Linked DNA regions of Zea mays: regions 1 and 3 are each linked to region 2. The links are chromatin contacts, called in public Hi-C maps. All regions are on one chromosome and are shown on one strand. Each heading gives the region's core, a stretch centred on a gene start, on an enhancer-like site or on the middle of the called end of the contact. The rest is flanking DNA. Distances are from core to core; before and after follow the strand shown.

What was found. A called contact is a pair of places that touch in the nucleus more often than the background predicts.
Region 1: a Hi-C map of tassel shows a contact between it and region 2, with 2.2 times the contacts expected there. The contact joins the promoter of LOC100276044 here to the promoter of LOC103634601 in region 2. A contact is called at or near these places in 2 of 25 Hi-C or Micro-C datasets (ear and tassel).
Region 3: a contact with region 2 is called in a Hi-C map of bundle sheath, with 2.8 times the contacts expected there. The contact joins the promoter of LOC103634602 here to the promoter of LOC103634601 in region 2. A contact is called at or near these places in 4 of 25 Hi-C or Micro-C datasets (bundle sheath, endosperm and leaf).

Annotation. Positions count from the first base shown.
Region 1 is chr1:52,917,858-52,922,317 of Zm-B73-REFERENCE-NAM-5.0, forward strand. LOC100276044 (Uncharacterized conserved protein UCP022280) reads right to left here and starts at 2,762. Exons shown (of 8, transcript NM_001363290.1): 1 at 2,590-2,762; 2 at 2,099-2,165; 3 at 1,925-2,014. The coding sequence starts at 2,673.
Region 2 is chr1:53,213,370-53,217,387 of Zm-B73-REFERENCE-NAM-5.0, forward strand. It overlaps LOC103634601 (phospholipid-transporting ATPase 1), which reads right to left and starts at 1,834. Exons shown (of 7, transcript XM_008657008.4): 1 at 1-1,834. It overlaps LOC100501310, which reads right to left. Exons shown (of 3, transcript NM_001196062.1): 3 at 1,705-2,240. The coding sequence ends at 2,090.
Region 3 is chr1:53,479,836-53,484,340 of Zm-B73-REFERENCE-NAM-5.0, forward strand. It overlaps LOC103634602 (NAC domain-containing protein 92), which reads right to left and starts at 1,920. Exons shown (of 3, transcript XM_008657013.3): 1 at 1,495-1,920; 2 at 1,047-1,324; 3 at 1-900. The coding sequence starts at 1,702. The coding sequence ends at 331. It also overlaps the pseudogene LOC109943619.

The DNA of each region.
Region 1 (4,460 bases), core at 1,512-4,011, 290 kb before region 2:
AAATTGAGCTGAAAAACATTAAGCCATCCCAGATGCAGCCCATGTCATAAGCTTCCCAGCAATTCCATTCTGTTTCTAGTCGTCTGACTAATTGGACGACAAGAAAACTAATCGGCCTAATTGAGTCATGGCCCCTTGTCCAGTCCAGGATAACTAGGATGATTAATCACAATAATCCAGACAACTTGATAACACTGCTTGGAACATAAGACTAATTTAGTGCTGAGGCATTTATACCCAATTGAACACTAGCTTTTCAATAAGGTCTATTTGCGAAGAGTGGCAAGAAAATTGAACTAGTCACCTATTTGAGAACAAACCAAAGTGTAAATCTCAAAACAGCATTAAAAGAAAATGCAGAATTTGATAATCTATATTCCATGTTCTCAATTGAGTGCAAATCAAACAAAAAAGCAACTAAAGGTGACATTCACTGTGAACTCATAGCAACTACTATCACATCACATGACACATCCTGTTTAATTGTTTCAGACATCACACCAATCACGTCTAGAAGAAATGAAATAAGGTGGAGATACGAACCTTAACAGTGTTCGAGAAAAAAACTCAACAGGAAAAGGTCCTGTAAAAACACACTTCACAAGAAGTAGAAGGCCAGGTTATATATTGGCTAAAACTATGTACTGGTGCCACTGAGTGCACTTGAGCCTGGACAATGGCTGGTGTGGAGTCTTACGACCTGCCTGAAGTGCTCGTGTTCATGGCATAAATGCGTACTTGCATGTTGTATCAGAGCTGTTTGAGTTACTTTACTACGTTACTTTCACTGTAATGGAACTAATAATCAACTTCTTGAGAAGCAAGTTTTTTTCAAGATTGTTTCTTGCTAAGATTTATATCCCACCATTTTTTTCTCTAAAAGCTGCAGAAATGGAAAATAATAGGCATGTGAAAAAGATGTGGGAGTACCTTCCATGAGCGCAAAAACATTGCCATTAGAGCATATCTAGGAGTTTGGTATAGTTACTTGCTAAACTAATAGATCTAGCAAATTAACAGAAGAAATAGCAACCTTAAATTTTGTCCTTCTCCAACAGTATTCTGTAATAACTTCCTAAACAATTTTGCATAGGGAACTCCGAACTGTTTCTAACCAACCAAACCTTTTTTTAATAGTTTCTTTGTCTCTTACTGCTTTCTCATTTGGAATATTTTATTTTTCTTAACTTACTCATGTGTACAATTTACTCCGATCTCCCAAGAATAACTTTGGACAGGGAGCAGATGCAGAGTTCTTCTCAACCACGGAAACTTACGAGTTGGAGAGGATATTTGGCAACCTTTTATTTTTAAGGAGCTCTTTTACCAAATTATTGGAGGACACTTTTTCCCTTTTTTCTAAAGAAATAAAATAGGGAAAACTCCTGGAGATGCTCTTAGTTATTGTTTTATCCAATACAAAGTAAGTCAAAACTAAGTTAAAACTTGGAATTTAAGATTAATAATTACTCGTTTTAGTCATGAAATGATAATGTAAGTTTGGATCCATTTATTATATATTATCTAGGAATATAGAAAGCTTTATATAAGTCTGCTGAATTTTGTGTTAATTGGTCTTAACCATCTCCTGCTAGCTACCACATGTCAGCATAGATGTAGTAGTGTGGACTGTGGAGAACCAGGGTGTCAACTGTCAAACTAGGATGCCAAATGTGGCCAACTTTGTAGTCTGGTTTTAGGATCTGCCAGACCATGTTATTTCATCCAATATTCTAACATTTTAACAGAATCAATCCCCAATGTTTTCATTCACCTTCCTATTGGAAACAAAAAAAAAAACAATTGTACCATTACCCTAATGATATGTTTAAGAAAATATAATTCAGGAACTATAGGTTCTCCTGATCATTTCCCACAGGCACAACAAACAAATGACAGTAAGGTTAAAAAAACAGAAGTGTACCTCTGAACAGAATGAATCCTGCAACAGTGGCACATCCAATTGCCTCCGCCTGATGCTCTCTCACAAGAACCAGAGCATCCGCAATAGTTCCTTGAATGAAAATAAGAGCAGATAGAGGTTTCAGGACCATACTAGGAGACAAATGCATCCTGGGATACATATAAAAAAACTCACCTTTAATGTTCTCCACAACTGCATCCTCATAAGCTTTGTATTGTGACCACAGCCCTGGTGTGAAACTCTACAAGGCAACAGGAAGAATGTGACAACAAAAGAACAAAAAATAATGGATCTTAGGGCCTTAGGGGAACTGCAAGTTTCTTCTCCGCTAATCCAACAACATCTAAAACGAATATTTGTGGGACCTTTCTCACAATACAGATAAATGAGACATCAATGGATAGGTTCTATAATTTTCTCACTGCAAATGAAACAGGATGATTCAAACAGGATTAACTTAGTTAAAGAAAAGTCTAGAACACAGAAAAACGTAACTGTAGTTCCAACACGTATGAACCAAGCCCGCAAGTAATGCGAAATACAGATCATTTCAACCGAAATTAAGGATACCAAATACTGCATCTGAGATGAAGAAGGATGGGCACGAACACGAATCCAATAGTATTTTTTTTTCCTATGAGGTGCTAATAAGGAGGGAACGAGACCTGGAGCTTTCGGGGAGGCCACGAGGAGGGGGAGGCAGATTCCTCGCCTTGCGCCGGCGTGTGGCCGGGATCCGGGGACGCCATCGCCTCCGCTGCTGCTCGTTCTCCGGCTACCGAGATGGGCTTGAAGGCGTTTGCTCGCGGACCTCTGTTTCCTTCTTGCCAGTCCTGCCTTCTTTTTCCCTGAGATGAGAGGATTCTTGGGCGTAGCCCATATTGAGATGGGTCAAAGAGATGGCCCTATCGGTAGGCCTGGTAGTGGTAGCCCACGGACTAACCTATGCCTTTATTTGGTCCTTGTTGTGATGCACAATGGACTGGATACCAAGTTACCAACCAGTTGGGCCGTTCCACAAGAAACACAACCACCTGCCCCATGTGCCTGGACGAGGTCGCCGGTGGCGGCGCGGAGCGCGAGATGCCGTGCAAGCACCGGTTCCACGACCAGTGCATCCTGCCGTGGCTGGAGATGCACAGCTCCTGCCCCGTGTGCAGGCACCAGGTGCCCACGGAGGAGCCGGCGGCGGGGCAATTGACGGTGGCAGAGGCTCAGGTGCTGAGTCCAGTGGCAACGCGCGCGGCGACGACGGGGTAAGCGGCGGCTGGAAGAGGCGTTGGTTCTCATGGCCATTGGGCGGGCTGTTCTCGCAAAGATACGGGAACTCCTCGTCCTGATACAGGCGTTGGACAGGAAGCCAAGGAGCATCCCGATAAAAGCAATCTTCCTTATCTGGGCGCTCGTTCAGTCAACCATACGTGCAAACCAAGTTTTCCTTCAAACTTCATGCAAATCAACTAATAAAAATTATAAAAAAAATCTCAAAAAATTATAGATATATCTCATTGTCTAATCTATATCTGTTTAAAATTTTAAGTTTAAATTCATCATATGTTAGGAGATATAAAAAGAGAAAATTCTGAGATAAAAAATGAAAATTATTTCAGAATTTTCTCTTTTTTATCTTTTAATATATAATAAATTTGAACTTTAAATTTTATATAGTGGTAGAGTGATCAATGAAGTATATCTATATTTTTAAATTTTTTTGTGTCTTTTGTTAATTGGTTTGCACGGAGTTTACACGGAAGCTTGGTTTACACCTGATACATTGGCATTAAAAATCGAAAATTCAATTTATGAACTATTGTGCGTGGAAAAAACTGAATCACCAAATAACATGAAAAAATACGATATCAATGGGTCACGAAACACATTATATCATAGACATAAAGTGTAAATGTATTATTTAAGTTGCCAAACATATAAAAATGCTCATCAAAGGCATCGTGTAGTTCCATACAGCAAAAGGCCTTCTCATAAGCTAAATTTTTACCTCCAAGCTCACTCATGCAAATGAGCCAACAAAATAAAACTAGCAAGAGTCCATTCGTAACCTCACAAAATTTGCCTTATGAAGGGCCCGTCCCCATCCACGTCATCAACACTAATTGATCGCCAAGATCTTGATGACAAATGATGCACCAATACGATGCAAGGCGACGATTAAATTCCTTGACTTGCAGACCTTGAGCTTCTTCGCATGATCTATGGCAAAGCTAATTGCTTCCTAAGTCGACTCAGTATCAGATGCTTTCGCTGTAGCAGCGAGAAGTATCAAGATCAGGCCGCTCACAATCATGTTGTGCCTGGATGGACACTCATTGTTGCAAGTCCAGTTAAAATTATCATCAGTCTTCAATTTTGGGACCATAGTGGTTATCACTAGAATTGTTGGCCTGTACTTTGCCACAAGCCTTGTTGTTGTGCCGCCCCTTGTGAGGACCAAGATGAGTGATGCATTAGAGATGTTGGCGGTTTGAACCAGTGACGACGCCAAGCTCTCCAGTGGACTCATAAAGATTGGGGCAAT
Region 2 (4,018 bases), core at 584-3,083:
TGCTTGCTTTTTCGTCGCTCTTTAGTAATCTTTCCCGGCTGAAAAAAAGGGGCTCCACATCCTATTCACGAATCAAGAAAAGCTTCCCTTCGTGCTTAAGCTTGCAGTTGCAAGGCACTGTCTATAGCCGCTATTGCGCAGACTTTTAATTCGTGAATGTATAGTGCGTGGAAAATAGGATACACGTTTTAGATGCAAACATCTTAATCAGCGGAGCGAAGTGGTAGCCTATGTTTCCTTTTTCATCGGTTGGTTCTGGTACGTTTTAATCGTCGTATTTCAAACAGCTCTAGTACGTTTTAATTAATCCTTAAACCGTTTGGGAGGAAAAAAAAGGAGGTGGAAAAAACAAGGAGTATATATATAGGGGAGATTTTGCATGACTTGCACGGCAGTTACATGTACTACGAAGATAGGGTCTCTGGCTTGCTGACTTATTCCCGTGCCACACGTACTCCTTTTCCAGCATTTTTTTGAATTCGAGATCACGGCAAGCGAGGCTCGCGATCACACGCTAAAACAAATAGACGTGTATAATGTCGTGGCCCTATTATTCTATCAGTAGAGAATCTTGTCAGGGAGCTGCTCGCCTCGCCTCGCCTGCTCCTAATCCATATGGTAAACCACGCACAAATCTTCTGTTGTTACGCTGAGCTCAGCAATAAACATCTATTCATTCGTACGTAGCCTAGCCTTAAGCAGCCGGGTGGAAGTCAACTTGCGGTTGCGGACAAGGCGGCTTGGGCAGGGAGCGGTTGACGACGTCAAGCCGCCTCCCACCCTCTATCTAACGCCCATATTAATCAGCGCCATGTAAACTTGCATTGGTGACAGGTCACCCCGTCCCTCGCCCGTCCGCTTCTAGAACCGGATCATCACGCTCACGCATGACGACCGTGCTTGCGTTGCACTCCTGGACGTACGTAGTACGCCCTGTCCAAGCCCCCATGACCGATGCGATGCGATGCGACGGACCATGCATCATGTTCGCTTCAGAAACGTGCCGAGCCTGCATGGTCCTATTGGTTTCTAGGGGAAATAAAAAACAATTCTAGCTGAGCTGATGGATGGCGCAGTATATCAATTTTTCATTCACAGTAGGTGTAGTACTACTTGCCATAAAATGACCGTGTGCACTGTGCGGACTTGAATTCTTCTCTCGAAGATGTGTGTCCTTTTTGGATGGATGGATGGACGACCGATGGCCACTACGAACTGAACTGACCACGCCATATCCTACAGTCGATATACTTTTGGATATATATTAAAAAAAAGGAATTGCATCTCTGCAGAAGACAACTTTTATGATTGGATTTCTAATTTATCTGCCCGTGACTTGCTTGTTATATGCATGCATATGGATGATCGATAGCTAGTAGGACAGGACAAATGATGTGCCAATTTTCTTCCTATGGAGAGAGCCTGGTTGGTCAGTTCTGCAGTTCTCTTTTTTTTTCCAGGGAAAAGACAGATATTAGAGTACTCGTTATTAATGAACAGGCTTGTACGATAGCAACAGGATTGGCATGTGAAAAAGGCAGATATTAGAGTACTCTCTGGATTTCTTGTGAATGAAGTTTATGAATGTTTGACGAGAAGAAAGTTCGTGTGTGGAGCATATATCTCTCCAATCCGCGTTGAGTTGTCCATAATTGACCGGCTAAAAAACAGTAGTGGGAAAGGACAGCCCTATGATGAAGATGTGATCAAGGAAAGGATCTCTTGGAATCATGCGCGCGGTGGCTGCAACACTAATTAAAACCAGGTCAAACCGGCTGAAAGAAAACTCGAAGCCTGGACTACTCAACGAATTACAGGGCGCTGAAAAAAAAAGTTAGGCGTACACGTGCTATCAGAAGACAGACCTGCTACAGGGTTACACAGAACCATGGGCCTCGCACCGGTCAACTCCCTCCTGTGAATCCACTGCAGTTGACACGCCACCGGTGAAAGTGAAACACTGGCCAACGTTGGCTGAATCATGGCAAGCACGGTAAACCTTACCTGCCAAGCCCTGCCGGAGCGTCCTACACGGCACGCCAAACTCGCCAGGGATCCATCAAGCGGAGGGCACAGTTAGCGCACGATGCTACGGAGTATTACTTAGGACAAACAAGTCTTGATCCAGCACGGCGGCGCCGCCCACGCACGCCTCAGGAGGGTCCCGTACGCGCGCGACATCTCGCGCCCGGCGGCCGGGTGATGCAGGCAGGTGCCAAGCTCGGCGCGGCTTGGTTGGCCTAGCAGGCAGCACAAGTCACAAGTCAGTCTAGACACCTTGCCAGCACGGAAACTTTTGAAAACCTGGTCGCGAGCCGTGACTAGTGGGCGCCGTCCGTGCGGTCTGCCCTGTTCGGTCGCGTCCGGAAGCATCCGGCCCCCGATTTTTAAATCCTGGCCGTGCTGGTGGCGTTGGAAGTGCCCGTGGGCCCGTCGCTGGGCCGGGTTTGAGTTTGACTTGATCAGAACTCGGGAGCTCCTCTCCTATTTTCAGAGGGCGCGAGCGCCATAATACGGATGATATGATGATGGGTTTGCGTGCGTGGAAGCAATTGGCCAAAGGTCTAACCCGCACGGCGCACATGTGAACGGCACACGCATCCGGTGTGACTCACTGGTTCGGCGCACCTGGGCCCCGCATGTAAGCCAGTGGAAGCTTCGCGAGCCAGTCTTCGCTTAATTACTCGCACATGTCCACCATTACTTGATGATGCACTTCTAGAGTACGGTCGATTTCGTTCGTGATCATTTCATAGTTCCGTTTCCTCTTTTCTTTCTCTCTCTCTATATATCAGAACTGATTGCAAAGGGGGGGGTCAACGTGTCCAATCCAGCGCACCCTTCTCGCTCACCTGAACGTGCCGAGGCGGCGAGGCGTGGAATCCTAACAACTACGTGTGTTGTGTGGTACATGCAAACCAAAACTGTGCATGCCGCGGCGTCAAATAAAGCTAGCTTCTGAATTGGATTGTAGGAGCAAGTGTCGCGCTGGGACCGGACGCTGAAGAATATATACTTAGGGTCTGTTTGGTTGGACTGTGGCTGTGGAAAAAGTTGCTGTGAGCTGTGAGCTGTGGAAAAAGCTGTTGTAGACTGTGAGCTGTTAAAAAGCTAAAAATCGTTTGGTGGAAACCACTAAAAGTCGTTAAAAGTTCTTCGATATATGTTTTCACAGTTCCATCCAAAAGCCACTAAAAGCAGGTCCAGGGATGCTTTCAGTTTTGCACTACGAGAAAGTCGGCTTTTAGAAAAAGCTGCTTCCTGGATCCAGCCCTTTGGTTGGCTTTTGGCTTTTAGGGGGCAAAAGCCAAAGCCAAAAGCCAAACCAAACACACCCTTATATAATCCTCGTCGCTTTCAGACTTGGCTGGCGTGAGAGGCTATAAAAATGGTCGCTAGTTTGAATCTTCTATTCTCTCTGTAGACGCATCATGCCTGATGGAAGCCGACGGATTTGGCTGTGCTCGTAACTAACTAAGCCGCCGCCTGCTGATCGTTCCCTAGGGGCCGAGAAAAAAAAACATCCTAGGGGCCAACCAAACCCTAGCTTCGTGATGGCGGCTATGAGCCACCGAAAAAACAATTTGCTACTACCAAGTACCAACTAGCATCTGCTTCACGGACGGTGAATGGAGGTGCTTACCTGAATCATCCCTATTCTCCAATGATTATGGACATTCACCTACTTGATTTTGGGTGTGGAGAAGCGCGGGTGTGCCCATGCCACGTCCTCCACGACAGGTATAAACAGTCCAAGCACGGTTCGCTTTAGAGATGGCAATGGGTACCTGAAACTCGATGTGCTTTTATCCTATTAGGGTACGGGTTTGGACCAATTTTCATACCCACGAGTTTGTTAATAGGCATAAATCTATACCCGACGGGTTTATGGGTATGGGTTTATTTCTATAGTACCCAAACCCGTGAACTCGTGGTTTTTTAAACCCGACCAAACCTAGTGCATATTGCCATTTCATTTTATAAACGAACAACAAACTTGTTATTCTTCATTTACTTC
Region 3 (4,505 bases), core at 670-3,169, 270 kb after region 2:
ATCAGTAATCATGCTACTGCTAATGACACAATCAGAGTAGGGTACCAGTACTATGTACAGAGACCAATACAAAGGAACCTAGGATTAATTAATTAACAAGGAAGCCCTAATCCCCTGGCGGTCTGGACGGATAATAATCTAGTCAGACCCGAGGTCAGTAGAGGCCGGACCTGGCGGAGGTGACGAACGAGGACGCATCAGCGAACCGGTCACCAACCCCAGATCCCACAAGAGACCAAGATAATCAATCAAATCAAGCAAATTAACCAACCAGACCACGTGACCGGGGCGGGTGGGCGGCCCAGCCACCGGTCGATCGTCGCCCAGGCTTCAGTACTTCCAGAGGTCGGCGAGGTTGAGGGCCGGGTCGTCGAGCTCGGGCAGGAACTGGTGCGACGACGACGGGGTCGCCGCCGACGAGATCTCCGCGTAGCCGCCCGCCGCGTTGGGGTCGGTGCTGAGCCCGGTCTCGCGGGACGGGCTGATCACCGACGCCGTCTGCGCCGAGACCACCTGCTGCTCCGCCTTGCAGTACCTCCGGATCGCCGGGGGGAGGTGGCCGGAGTTCATCGCCGGAAGAGAGAAGTACTGGCTCGGGTAGAACATCGGGGGCGGCGGCTGGTACTGGCACTGCTGCATCTGCAGCAGCGCGTGCTCCTCCATCTTGACCGGGAGGTAGCTCGCGTCCGGAACGGACGCGGGGGCGGGGCCCTTGAAGTCGATCACCTCGTCCACGTCGGCTCCGACGAGGGCCGGCAGCTCCGCGGAGTCGAGGAGCTCGTTGAGGAAGCCCAGCGAGCCCACGCGCTCGAGCTCCGCCGCGCCGGCCGCCGCCAATAATGGCTCGCTCCTCGCCGCCTGCAGCTCCTTGTTGAACACCTTGCACACGGCCCACTCGTCCTGCACCGCACGCAACAAAAAGGACAAGGCGGCAAGAAAAAGAAGAGAGGGGACTTGTTAGCCCACGCCCACCGGCCGGAAATTAAGGGCAGGAGACTTGCTTGCAACGCCGAACGACGGAACGAGTAAGTACACGAGGGCCGGACCTTGGCGGAGCGCGGGAGCGGCTGGGGAAGCCTGCCCTCGAGGCGGAACTCGTGCATGACCCATCCGGTCTTCTCCCCGCGCGGCGCGCGGCCGCGGTAGAAGACGAGCGTCTTCTTCATGCCCACGAGGACGCCGCGGCCCCTGAAGATCTCCTTGTCCTTGCCGGTGGCCTTCCAGTAGCCGGTCTCCGTGGCGCGGTTGGTCCGCGTGCCCGTCGGGTACTTGCGATCCTTGTGGCAGAAGAAGTACCACTCCTTCTCCCCCATCTTGGCCCTGCCTGGAGAAATCAAAACGCAAGCTTCCCAGTTAAATTTAGGCCGCCATGATTCCCAGCCGAGAGAAAGAGAAGTACTACTAGTACAAGCACAAAGTCAAAAAAAAAAGAGGTGCAGGTCTATTTGGCTCTTTGAGGTGAGGACGTATCAAGCAGTAGCGCGCAGTGCTAACCTGGCAGGTCCCATGGCTCGATCCTGTTGAGGTCGACCTCGCCGATGACGCCGGAGACGAAGCGGTGGTCGAGGGCCTTGTGGGTGAGGTAGTGCGAGATGATCTCCTCGTCGGTGGGGTGGAAGCGGAAGCCCGGCGGCAGGTCCATCAGCTGCCCGGCGCCCGCGTCCTCCACCTCCGCCTGGTTTATCACCGACACCTCAGACATCTCCGCCGTGCCGAAAACCAGCAGCCTCCTTCCACTCCAAGCCTCTCCACGATCGGAAGAGGAAATGGCTGCCTCAGGACAGATAAGGAGAGAGAGAGAGAGAGAGAGAGAGAGAGAGAGAGAGAGAGAGAGAGAGAGAGAGAGAGAGAGAGAGAGAGAGAGAGAGGCGTGCGTGAAAGAGAGAGGTGAGCTGAGAAAGAAGGCAAGGGGGCTTGGACTGGAGGAGCGGAGGGAGGGGCTGGGGCGGCATTATATAGAACAGGGTCGTATCTAGAGATGGCCAAACGGGCCGCCCGGCCCGGCCCGGCCCGGGCCCGGTGAAGCCCGGCCAAAAACCGGGCCGGGCCTGCTGTGCCAGCGGGCTTAATTTTCTGTCCAAGCCCGGCCCGCAGCGGGCCTAAACGGGCCGGGCCGGCCCGTTTAGCACGAAAAAAACGGGCCAAAAAGCGGGCTAAACGGGCCGGTAAGCACGTTTTAGTGTAAAAAAACCGTGCTTAACGGGCTTAGAGGTAAACGGGCCGTGCCGGGCTAGCCCGCCGTGCCTAGTTTCCTGTCCAAGCCCGCCCGCTTATTCTACCGTGCCGGGTTCGGACCGGGCCCAAAAAGCGGGCTTCGTGCCGGGCTCACGGGCCTCGTGCTTTTTGGCCATCTATAGTCGTATCGACGCTGTGACGGGCCGGGAGCGGAGAGCCGTGCGGAGGGCGGCTTGTAGACGACGGACCCCGTCCGGCGGGGACCGGGGGGCCCTTCCCCTCACTTCTTACCGCCGGTAGCTGCTGTGTGCCTGTGACTGCCCCACCTAAGGGCTTGTTCGGTTAGCTCTCAATCCATGTGGATTGAGTGAGATTGGATGGGTTTGAATCCCAAACAAGTCAAACCTCTTCTTAATTTTTTCAATCCCATCCAATCCATGTGTATTGGGAATAACCGAACAAGCCCTAAGCTAACTCCAAATTACCTGTCCTAATCGTAATGGCCCGCTCCCCTCCACTGGCCTGCGGAATATTCACTCGCTCGCCGGTTCACAGCTAACGCGGCAACGATGTGGCCGAGAATTGAAAAACCCAGAGCTCTCCCTTTAAAATACCATCACAGTAGGAGCTTCGCTTACTTCTCTGACCTTTGAAAACGAGTGCGGAGCTGGGCGACAGGGAGGCCTATCTGTCTGTCCCCACATGCCAGCGTGAAGAGTTCAACCCGGCGCTACGACACGGACAGGGGAGCAGATATCCTCTCATCCCAGCCAGTTCCTTTCCAGAAAACGGTGAGAAATCCAGATTACCGTGGCAGGCGCTACTCGTGCCGTCGTGCGCTACTCGTCTCGTCCCTAACCGCCGTCCGTGGACCGTGGCTAATGGTGCTCGCTCGATCGCTTCCGTCCCTCGCGCTCTTTTGGGAACATCTGTGTTCGTCGTTGTCTACTGGATGCGCGTAACGCCCCACACGACGGACAGGCAACGGCGAGAACTTTGCGCAAGGATATATGCCGATGGCTCTACACCGGCGGTGTATGGGCGCAGCCGGACCAAAAGCGCACAAAATTCGACAGGGCAGGCGAGCCATTTTCCCTTTCAGAAGGGTGCACGCTCGGCGTCCGCAGTGCCATCAGGGCTCGGTCCCATGCCATTCTCCCAAGCCTTTTTTTTCAGCGTTTCCGTCATCAAGTTCCACGCTTTTTAAGCGGAGCCGCGGAGGACAAAGCATGTCAAGCTATGACGTTCGTCTAATCTGGCTGGAAATATCCACCGGGTTTTTGCTCCCCTTCCCCTCGTGTGATTTTATCTTCCAGACTTCCAGCCGTAAATCTAGTACTACTTATTAAGGGTCTGTTTGGTTGGGCTGTGGCTGTGAAAAAAGCTGCTGTGGGCTGTGAGCTGTGGAAAAAGCTGTTGTGGGCTGTGAGCTGTTAAAAAGCTAAAAAAACCACTAAAAGCCGTTAAAAGTTCTTCGATATTTGTTTTTACAGTTTCATCCGAAAGCCACTAAAAGCAGGTCCAGGGGTGCTTTCAATTTTACACTGCGAGAAAGTCAGCTTTTAGAAAAAGCTGCTTTCTAGATCCAGACCTTTGGTTTGGCTTTTGGCTTTTAGGGGGCAAAAGCCAAAGCTAAAAGCCAAACCAAACACACCCTAAGAGTGTAATAGTAGTCTGCCTCCTGCCGTTCTGCCGTTCTGCCATCCTGCAACCTCAACCGTCCATTCTATTGTTCTACAATTTCAACCGTTCGATCACCAGCCGCTCGATCCCCCACCGCCGCCAGTCGTCCGATCCCATCGCCCGATCCCCGCCCCGGAGGTTGGAGATGCGAGGGATGGCCCCTGCCCCCACCCCCGTTACCCTCGTCCGATCCTCTTCCTTCCCCGCAGTCTCCGATCCGCCCGGCTTCACCAAATCCACCCTCCCCACGCAACAGCCACCGACCGTGTTCGCCGCCCCACCTCCCCACCTGGCGTCCGTGTTGCTCGCCGCCCTGGAAGGGACACGTCCACAAGAGGCAAGGCTGTGCCCCCGCCCGCCCCCGCGCAACTGTCGCGGCGCTCGACGTGTGGACGTCCGAGCCGGCGCCCGTGCAGGAGCGGCGCCGGAAGCTGCTCCAGATGCTGGGGCTCACCGGGGACCCCGCCCTGGCGCGCCTCGAGATGGGCCGATCGGTCTCCTACGACGACGGGCCTGTGCCCGTCCGCCCGGCGCCGGCCTCGCCGCCCATCTCCCGATCTAGATCAGACGGCGGCGCCGTGCCGGCCTCGGCGACCAAGCCGCCGCTGGGAGGGCGGTCGCCGGGCTCCTCCGAGGCCACGCCCGAA